Linked DNA regions of Columba livia: region 1 is linked to region 2. A link is a contact called in public Hi-C data. All regions are on one chromosome and are shown on one strand. The core of a region is the stretch at or near the end of the contact, and the rest is flanking DNA. Distances in the headings are between cores, read along the strand shown.

What was found. A called contact is a pair of places that touch in the nucleus more often than the background predicts.
Region 1: a contact with region 2 is called in a Hi-C map of liver, with 3 times the contacts expected there. The contact joins the promoter of IRF2BP2 here to the enhancer-like site in region 2. A contact is called at or near these places in 2 of 2 Hi-C or Micro-C datasets (crop and liver).

What each region holds. Positions count from the first base shown.
Region 1 is chr3:78,739,259-78,743,205 of bColLiv1.pat.W.v2, forward strand. It overlaps IRF2BP2 (interferon regulatory factor 2 binding protein 2), which reads right to left and starts at 2,518. Exons shown (of 3, transcript XR_010471879.1): 1 at 1,325-2,518; 2 at 212-1,115. LOC110363452 (a long non-coding RNA gene) reads left to right here and starts at 3,789. Exons shown (of 2, transcript XR_010471882.1): 1 at 3,789-3,947.
Region 2 is chr3:78,696,751-78,700,595 of bColLiv1.pat.W.v2, forward strand. No RefSeq gene overlaps it. Among named protein-coding and RNA genes, the nearest start is that of TARBP1, 25 kb to the left of the region's middle. Within about 2 kb of position 1,956, at least 3 of the 3 cell types and tissues checked have an H3K27ac peak away from gene starts, as active enhancers do.

The DNA.
Region 1 (3,947 bases), core at 1,268-3,767, 43 kb after region 2:
CAGCTAGAAGCATTTCTGGTTTGCCAAGTGCTCTCTAAAAAAAGCAGCGCAAGTCACAGCCTACATTGAACAGTAACTGTCACCAAGGAAGCACAACAAATAGTTGCTATAACAGAAGGAAAAAAGAAGAAAACAAAACAAAACAAAAACAAAAACTAAAAAAAAAAAAAAGAGAAGAATTAGAAGAAATGCCTTTATAATAAGTACATACCTTTTGTCTTCAAAAAATATAGAAACACAATGTATTCAAAAAAATCAAAATTATACAGCCATGTTTATGAAGTCTACATTTCCCTTGTCTTGGAGATATATATATATTTATATATATATATTTATAGATATATACAGAATTCGAGCAGTCGGAGTTCAAGGTGACGTCGGGCGGTGAGAGCGGGCAAGTCACGAGTCCCTCTCCTTTTTCACTTTCACATCTCCGGCCAGGATGGTGGCGATCTCCCCCTGCATGAAGGCCCAAGGGACGTTGGAGCCGACCAGGGGACACTTCTCCCCGCTGGGACAATACACCTCCCCGCTGGCTCCCTGCTGCTTGATGCTCTGCCGGGAGCAGGGGAAGCAGAACTTGTGGGAGGGGACGGAGGGGCACTGCACGAAGTGGGTGTCTTCCAGGCGCTCGTGGCAGAGGGTACAACACAACGGGACGCTGGCGGCCAGGGACGAGTCCGGCAGGCTGGCGGGGTGGACGGGCTCCAGCCCGCCCGCCGCGTTGGCCCCCTGGCCCGGCACCTCCCTGCCGGGGCCCAGCCTTCTTTGGTTCATGGCGGAGGGCGACGGGGGGCTGCTGCTGTTCCTCCGCGTGGTGGAGTGGACCTGGTTGGCGTCTTTGGAGGCGTGGTTGCCCCCGGCATTGTCCGCCACCAAAATGAGGGCGGCCATGGGGGACTGGCCGTTCTGGGCCGCCTCGGGCGGCGTGGTCCGGTTGGAGTGGGGCGAGGCGGTGGGCGGCGGGGGCGACATGAAGGGGGTGGCCGTCAGCGGCAGCTTCATCCCTTCCGACGAGGTGGGCAGCCAGGGCTGCGCCTCCCCGTTGATCTTCGGGGGTCCCGCCTCGCCCTCCGGCTCGGGAGAAGGCTTCCTCTTCCGGGCGGCCCGGGCCCCTGCAGAGTCAGAGAGGAGGAGGGTGAGAAGGCAGCGCAGCCACAACGCTCCAACGAGCACGGGGGCACCGCCGTGCAACCGCAGAAACGGGTGGCCGCGGCCACCCCCGAGCCCCGGGCGCCCGAAGCTGCTCGGGATCCTCCTCTCCGTATACCAGTAGTGGCTCCCCCCTGCCCTGCCCGCCCTCCCCCGGCCCCCGCTGTCTCACCTGGCTTGGCCACGGCGCCGTTGGTCTCGTATCCCAGCAATCTGCCACCCGCCATGCCCGGCTCCTTCTTGAACTTGCTGTCGAAGGGCGGCACGGCGTGGCTGCCGTGCTGGTGCAGGGCCAGCAACGTGTCCCGCACCGTCTTGGGCTTGGCCAGCCACTCCTGCTCGCTGCCCGCCCGGCCCTTGCCCTCTGCGGCCAGCTCCGCCGCCGCCGCCGCCGGCAGGCTCTCGGCCGAGCCCCGCTTCTCCTTGGCGCCGCTGTCGTGCTCCCCCGCCGCGCCGCCGCCCGAGGAGGAGGATGAGACGGAGCCGGGGCGCTTGTGCCCCAGCTCGCTGGGCTGCCCCGCCGCCTGCCCCGCCGCCTGCGCCGCCGCCGCCGGCTGCTGGGGTACAGGCACCGCCATCGGTGCGGGCGCGGCGGAGATGGCGGCGAGCGAGGCGGCGGCGGCGGCGCGGCTGCCCAGGCCGCCGATGGCGGCGGGGAGCCCGGCGCCGTTCACCAGCGGCACCAGGGTGGGGGGCACGGCGTGCGTCCGCCGTGGGTTCGGGCTCTGCCGGTTCAGCTCGGGAGGCTCCTCGGGCTTGGGGAAGCCATTGGGCACCAGGATGCCGTTGACCTGCCGGCCGCCGCCGTACTCGGCGCCCAGGCGGGGCGGCGGCCGCTCGGCCGCCAGCGAGTAGCGCTCCAGCGGCTGCGGCGGGGGCCGCGCCGCCGCCTCCGCGGGGTGGCCGAGCTGCTGCTGCTGCGCCAGGAGTTCCTTGGCGGAGAGCGGCGGCTGCTTGGCGTGCGGCGGCGGCGGGGCCCGGCCCTCGGGGAAGCAGCCGTGCGCCCGCTTCAGCTGCCGCGCCGTGTCGATGACGAACTCCACGCGGTCGGCGCCCTCGTAGTTGACGCAGCCCCGGCAGACGGGCTCGGTGAAGTCCCAGATCATGGCCCAGGGCATGCGGGGCAGGTCGCACAGGTAGCACGACTGCCTGCGGGAAGCAGCCGCCACCGCCGCCGACGACATGTCCCGGCCCCGGGGCAGCGGCGAGCGTCCCCCGCTCCGGCTCCGGCCGCCGCCTCCTCCGCCCCTCGCCACCGGAGTCCCGACGGGGAGGCTCGGGCGCCGCGGCCGCAGCGGGACCGTCCGCTGGGCCCCCTCCCCCTCGCCTTCCTCTTCCGTGCGCTGGAGCGGGGCGCGGCGGGCGCCCCGGCAGGCAGAGCCGCTGTGGGGGACGCCGCTCTCCTCGCCGTCTCCGCCGGCGGCGCTCACAGGGCGGCGGGGACGCGCATCTCCGCGGCGCGGCTGGCGCAGGGCTGCGGCCGCTGCCGCCCGCTCGGCTCCCCCGCTCGCTGGCTACTACGGGGCGGCGCGGGGCGGCGGGGGCCGGCGCGGCGGGGCGGAGACTGCCGCGGGGGCCGGGGCCGGGGCTGGCGGCGGCGCCGTGCCGGGCTCCAGCCGCCACCGCCACCTCTGCGCGCCGCCGCCTCGATTCTTCGACAGTGGCGGCCGCGCCTGCGCGCTGGGCGCCCCCGCCCCGCCGTCGTGATCCCGGCCCCTGCCCGTGCCCCCGCCACCGGCACCGGAGATTCCTCCTGCTGTTGGGGAGCCGCCGCGCCTCTGCCGGTCTCGCCCTCGGACAAGGAGAGGGGCGGGGGTGCGCTGCAGCTCCCTCCTTTTCTCTTATTATTTTTATTATTATTGTTTTTATTACTGTTTCCTGCGCCGCCGAGGGGCTTTGCCGAAACCTGCCACTCGTGCGCGCAGAGACGCGCGGGGGGACTTCCCGCAGTGCGGGACTCATTGTCCTCTCGTCCCCCTTGGCTAGTGACCTTTGGGCACGGCACAGCGCGGCGCCCCGGGCGCGCCCCCCGGCTGCGGGCTTATCCCCGCGGGGCTGGTCAGTGCCACCTCCGGGCAGGCGCCCTCCCGCGCCGCTGCGCGGCTTTGTTCTACCCACCGGGCCAGGAGGCACCATTATAAATACAACGATTACTTTTTTTTCAACTGTTGTCATTGTGCACAGGAAATAGGACGTTCTAGATTTCCTGTCATTTTCAACCACAAACCAGCGGTTCTTTAATGCAGATTAGCAAAATTTATACACACTAAGCAAACGCCGTCTCCTCCCCAAAAAACGAAAACCTGCAGACATGTTTCCCCGTCCAGCTTCCACGCTCCGAATCCCTCATCCGCCGCCTGCATCCACACCAAAACACGGTGTGGCGGTGGCGAGGGAGGAAAAAGGGTGTTTGCTCTTCCCGTTTGCCACGGGAGGTGAAGGAAACCCTCACCGGGCGCTTCCCGGCACGTACAGCTGACTGCACGCGTGTCCACAGGCAGAGTAAACACGGCAGAGACTGCTCCCCACACCGCCCGTGCTCGGGCCGCCCTTCCCACGGCGTTATGTAGGTTACAGGGGAGGGAGGGGGGGAAGAGAAGAGCAGCGGGAGGCGGGGGCCGACCGGGGCCGGGGAAGCTCTGACGTCCGCAGCCGCCGGCGGGAGGTGCCTCCCCGCGGCTGCCAGCTGCCCGACGGCGGGGCCGGGGAGCTGCGAGGCCGGGGGCGCTGCTGCCGCCCCGGTCCCACGTGTAGCGCCGCCTCCCTCTGCTACTCCTCGGCCCGCTGCGGGCTTA
Region 2 (3,845 bases), core at 706-3,205:
ACAGAGAGGAGCCATAGGGCTGACAATAGGGAACGGTCAGGCCTTTGAAGGAAGATTTGATGCTCATCTTACTTGGTGAGAAATCTGGGGTCTATAGCAGGTGAAAGGAGGGAAGAAAATGATCCTGGGAGGGACGAGTTATTATACAAGCTCTGTCTCAGAGAAGGAACCTTTTCACTTCTCCTTGCCCTCCCCACACTGCTGACCCTGCTGTGGGGGCTTCTTCTTCTTCAGGGAGACCTACAGCACAGAGGCAATATCCCTCAAGAAGGCCTGCACTGGTCTCTGCACCAGCCAAAAGGCAACAGCAGCTACAGCTGGAGTTAGTCCTGCCTCTGGCATCTGTGTTCGCAGCGTCAAGCCCAGCTGCTCAGCTGGGGCTGGTAACCTTCAGCCAAACACTCCTTGGTCTGGAAGTCAGTAATCTCCACCTGCCTCCAGCATATGACCCTGTCCCAGTTTTAGATTACTCCCATGAGTCACGTTTTTTCCACCTCCCTCTTCCAGCCTCCCCAGCAGAGTGGCAGCACAAGGACAAGGGTAGAACAAACACCCATCGCTATCTGGCTCTGACTCCACCGAGCAGCAGGCTCTGGGAAAGATGGGGTGTGGACCGAGCAGCTCAGCAATTGCTGTCTCTCTGTAGGATTCAGGTGTCATGGGGCTCAAGGGAAAGCCAGTTCTCCCAGCACCTTGAGACAGCGTAGGGCAAGGTTACTCCTCCCTAGGGCTGCCTGCCTCTGGCCTCAGCTTTCCGTGAGTGCCCCACGTTCTCCCACTAACTGAATCACTGGTTGCCTGTCCGTCGAGGTTAAAGCTGGCCATGCCAGTTGGAGACCAGCCAGATGGCAACCATAAGGACAAACAAGCACAGGGCTCAGGCAGGAACGTCACTTCCCCCTGTAAATGTACGCACATGGGCACATGCACAAGCCCAACCTGAAGGGTTTGGTAGTTTCCTCGCTGCTAATGCAAGGCTGCCAAATCAGGGCGCTCAGGAAGCTCTCTCCTGCCCTGCAGCACTGGCCTAGCTGCAGGCAGGGACCTCGGTGAGGACCTCCATCCCCAGTGCTGCCTGCCCGCCCGTCTCAAGCAGACAGCTCCTTCTGCAGCCAAAGGAAACAGCTCCCCCTGGGGCGCTACGCAGGAGGCAAATTCCACTGCTGGGGTCAAATTCCTCAAGCGAGTAATCTGGAAGTCCTTCAATACTGGATAAAGACTGCAAAATAAGAGAGCTTGCAGCCTCCTTGGCAGAACTGTGTTTTAACCAGCGGAGCTGCTTTCTGATCTGGTGCTCTTGGTCAGTAGGATCGTGTGAAACGCGTCCGACAGTGATAAATTATCATGAACGCTTAGTAACTCCTCGACCAAAATTAAGTTACTCACAAAGTGATTTCTTGGAATGACTTCTTTGCTTGCCCTTCCCAAACTATTAAATTACAAGTCTGTGATTAATTACTACAGCAACTGCACAGTGAACTTAAAACTGTCACCTAAGAACAAAAGGTCTTCTAGATAGGGGATGTTTACTTTCAGCTGAAAGGGCACGCATTCAAATTTGGTCAAGTGTACCTTCCTTGCATTTTAATTCTTCAAGTTGAAAACAGCAGCTGGCTGCTTGGAGAAGCAGAAAGGTGAAAATGTCATTGGGTAAAACCTCCGACTGTTTCTCAGAACTGGCACTAACAAATGGTTTCCGGAAGCTAGAGGTCACTGCACACACAGTCCTACAGCTTTCAGGCATTAACCTGAAATTATTGTATGTAACTGGAATTCCTAAAGCAAGGTCGGATAGTTTATCTCAAATGTTAGCAAATTCCAACAACTAATCTAACACAGACGCTTTCGTTCCCTCCAGTGGGATGCTGCAGGGGGAAAGGAGTGGTTTCGAACAGGGCTGCTGCTTCCTCAGTCTGTACAAACAGCAGTCACACTGCGATGAGCTTTTGCTTCACCCAGATCTGACTGTAACTGCTGTGACCCTCCCCCAAAAGGTAGGAAGCCTGGTCTACATAGGTATATAATTTTTTAATGCCTAGGGCAGTGGGAGACACCAGCTACTCTGTCACCTAAGTGTTTTTTGGAAGAGGAAAAAGAGCTATTCAGCATTAAAGATTCAGGAATGTCTGTTGACATATTAAGGAAACAACCTCGGGGGACAGCTGACACGGCTCCAAGAAGCATTACCAAGGGAACAGTGACGCAAATGTCTTCCATTTTTACAGGCTGGCAGCTCGCCAGGTTCCCTCGCCTGATGGCTGATGTAATGCTAATCCCTATCTGGGTTAGCGCTCAGATATCAACCACAGCAGCTCACTCTGCTGCAATCAATATAGCACACTTTTTATAGAAGAGTGTGTAAAAAAAATTCTGCTCTAATCTACTAGGAATATGTACAGTAGAGTAATAGCAGGGGAAATCTAATGGCTGGCCTGGAGCTCACCCAGCCCATGCTTTTGCAAGCGTGCGCATGTGTGTGCAGGCTTGTACACAAACCCATCTACACCTCAAATAATGACAAGTCCAGGCAAGGGCCACACATTGAGAAAGGGCTGGCTGTTCATCACGTACAAGAAAAGCTGTCCAATTCCTTTACTAAGTGATGTACCAGCAGAAGAAAACAAGAAGAATGGGACTGGAAAATAAAATGGACTATGACAACATTTTTTTACTTCTGTGAGTATCAGAGGGGTCCCTGGGGATTCACGAAGCCCCACAGCAGCTTTACAGGGTAGATAGCACCAAGTCCAGAGAAGGACTCACAGTGAGTCAGTAGCAGTCAAACCTGTCTGCCCTCACAGACTGTCCATAGCGGACACCAACACCAGTACCTTAAGACAAGACATGAGCCAGAGAGGAATTCAGGGATCCTGACCTGCCATGTAATTATCTGTGTAGTAATTTGGGTTGCTCATAAGAGGAGAATTTTGAAAAACTGAATAACCTTCAGTGAATATAGTCCTGGCTTTACACCTTCTACCATGGAAAGCCCTTCCAGTGCTTAACTGCACCCTAAAACCAGTCTAGAGCACAGATTTTCTGCTAAGTGGATCATCACCCTATCTCCTGTAAGTGATAACCCCACACCTGTTTCTTTCACAGGATATTGGTGTCATAACTGCGAAAATTTCTATGTGTGTTCTTGCACCAGGTAAAACCTTGAGCTAAACTCTGTGGGTAACAAAGTAGATGAATTCCAGCCTGTATCCAACAACTAGTGTGTTGAGGATCTTTGCATGCCAATGCGTTGTTTCCTTCTATTCCTCCTTTATCAGATAAAGTTTAAGGGGAATTTCAGGAAAACAGTACTTTTAAAAAAGAATCTGATATTCCAGTAATATTAGTCCTTGATTTAACTCCTGGCAGATGTAAGAAGAATATTAACTACATCATTCAGGGTTTCCAGAGGGTCAGCTTCACAGGACAGTCTGAGATCTGGGTTGGTATTTTGGGAAAATACATAGCCAGTGGAGACCATAAAGGCAACACTCTCAGACCCATCCTTTCCCAGGCCATGTTCATGGCAACCTTTCCATAGCAGCCATTGTTGATTTGACTGAATAACCGCCCCCACCTTTCACTGGCACTAAAAATGAAATAAATCACTGTCTGTCCATGCTAGACCATAACCACTCAAGCAGCCACGTGGCACAAAGCTCCCCCGAGGTGCTCACCAGCCCCCAGCTGCAACCTCACACATCCATCCAGCCTTTCCTTGCATTTCTGCCTCCCTTTTGCCAGGAGCTGCCATGGCAAAATGATGTTTCTGGCTGTTCCTCCCTCCTTTGCTCTTTGTTCCCTGCCAGCTGGGTCCTGGCCAGAACAGCAGTAGCTGCAGGCAGGAC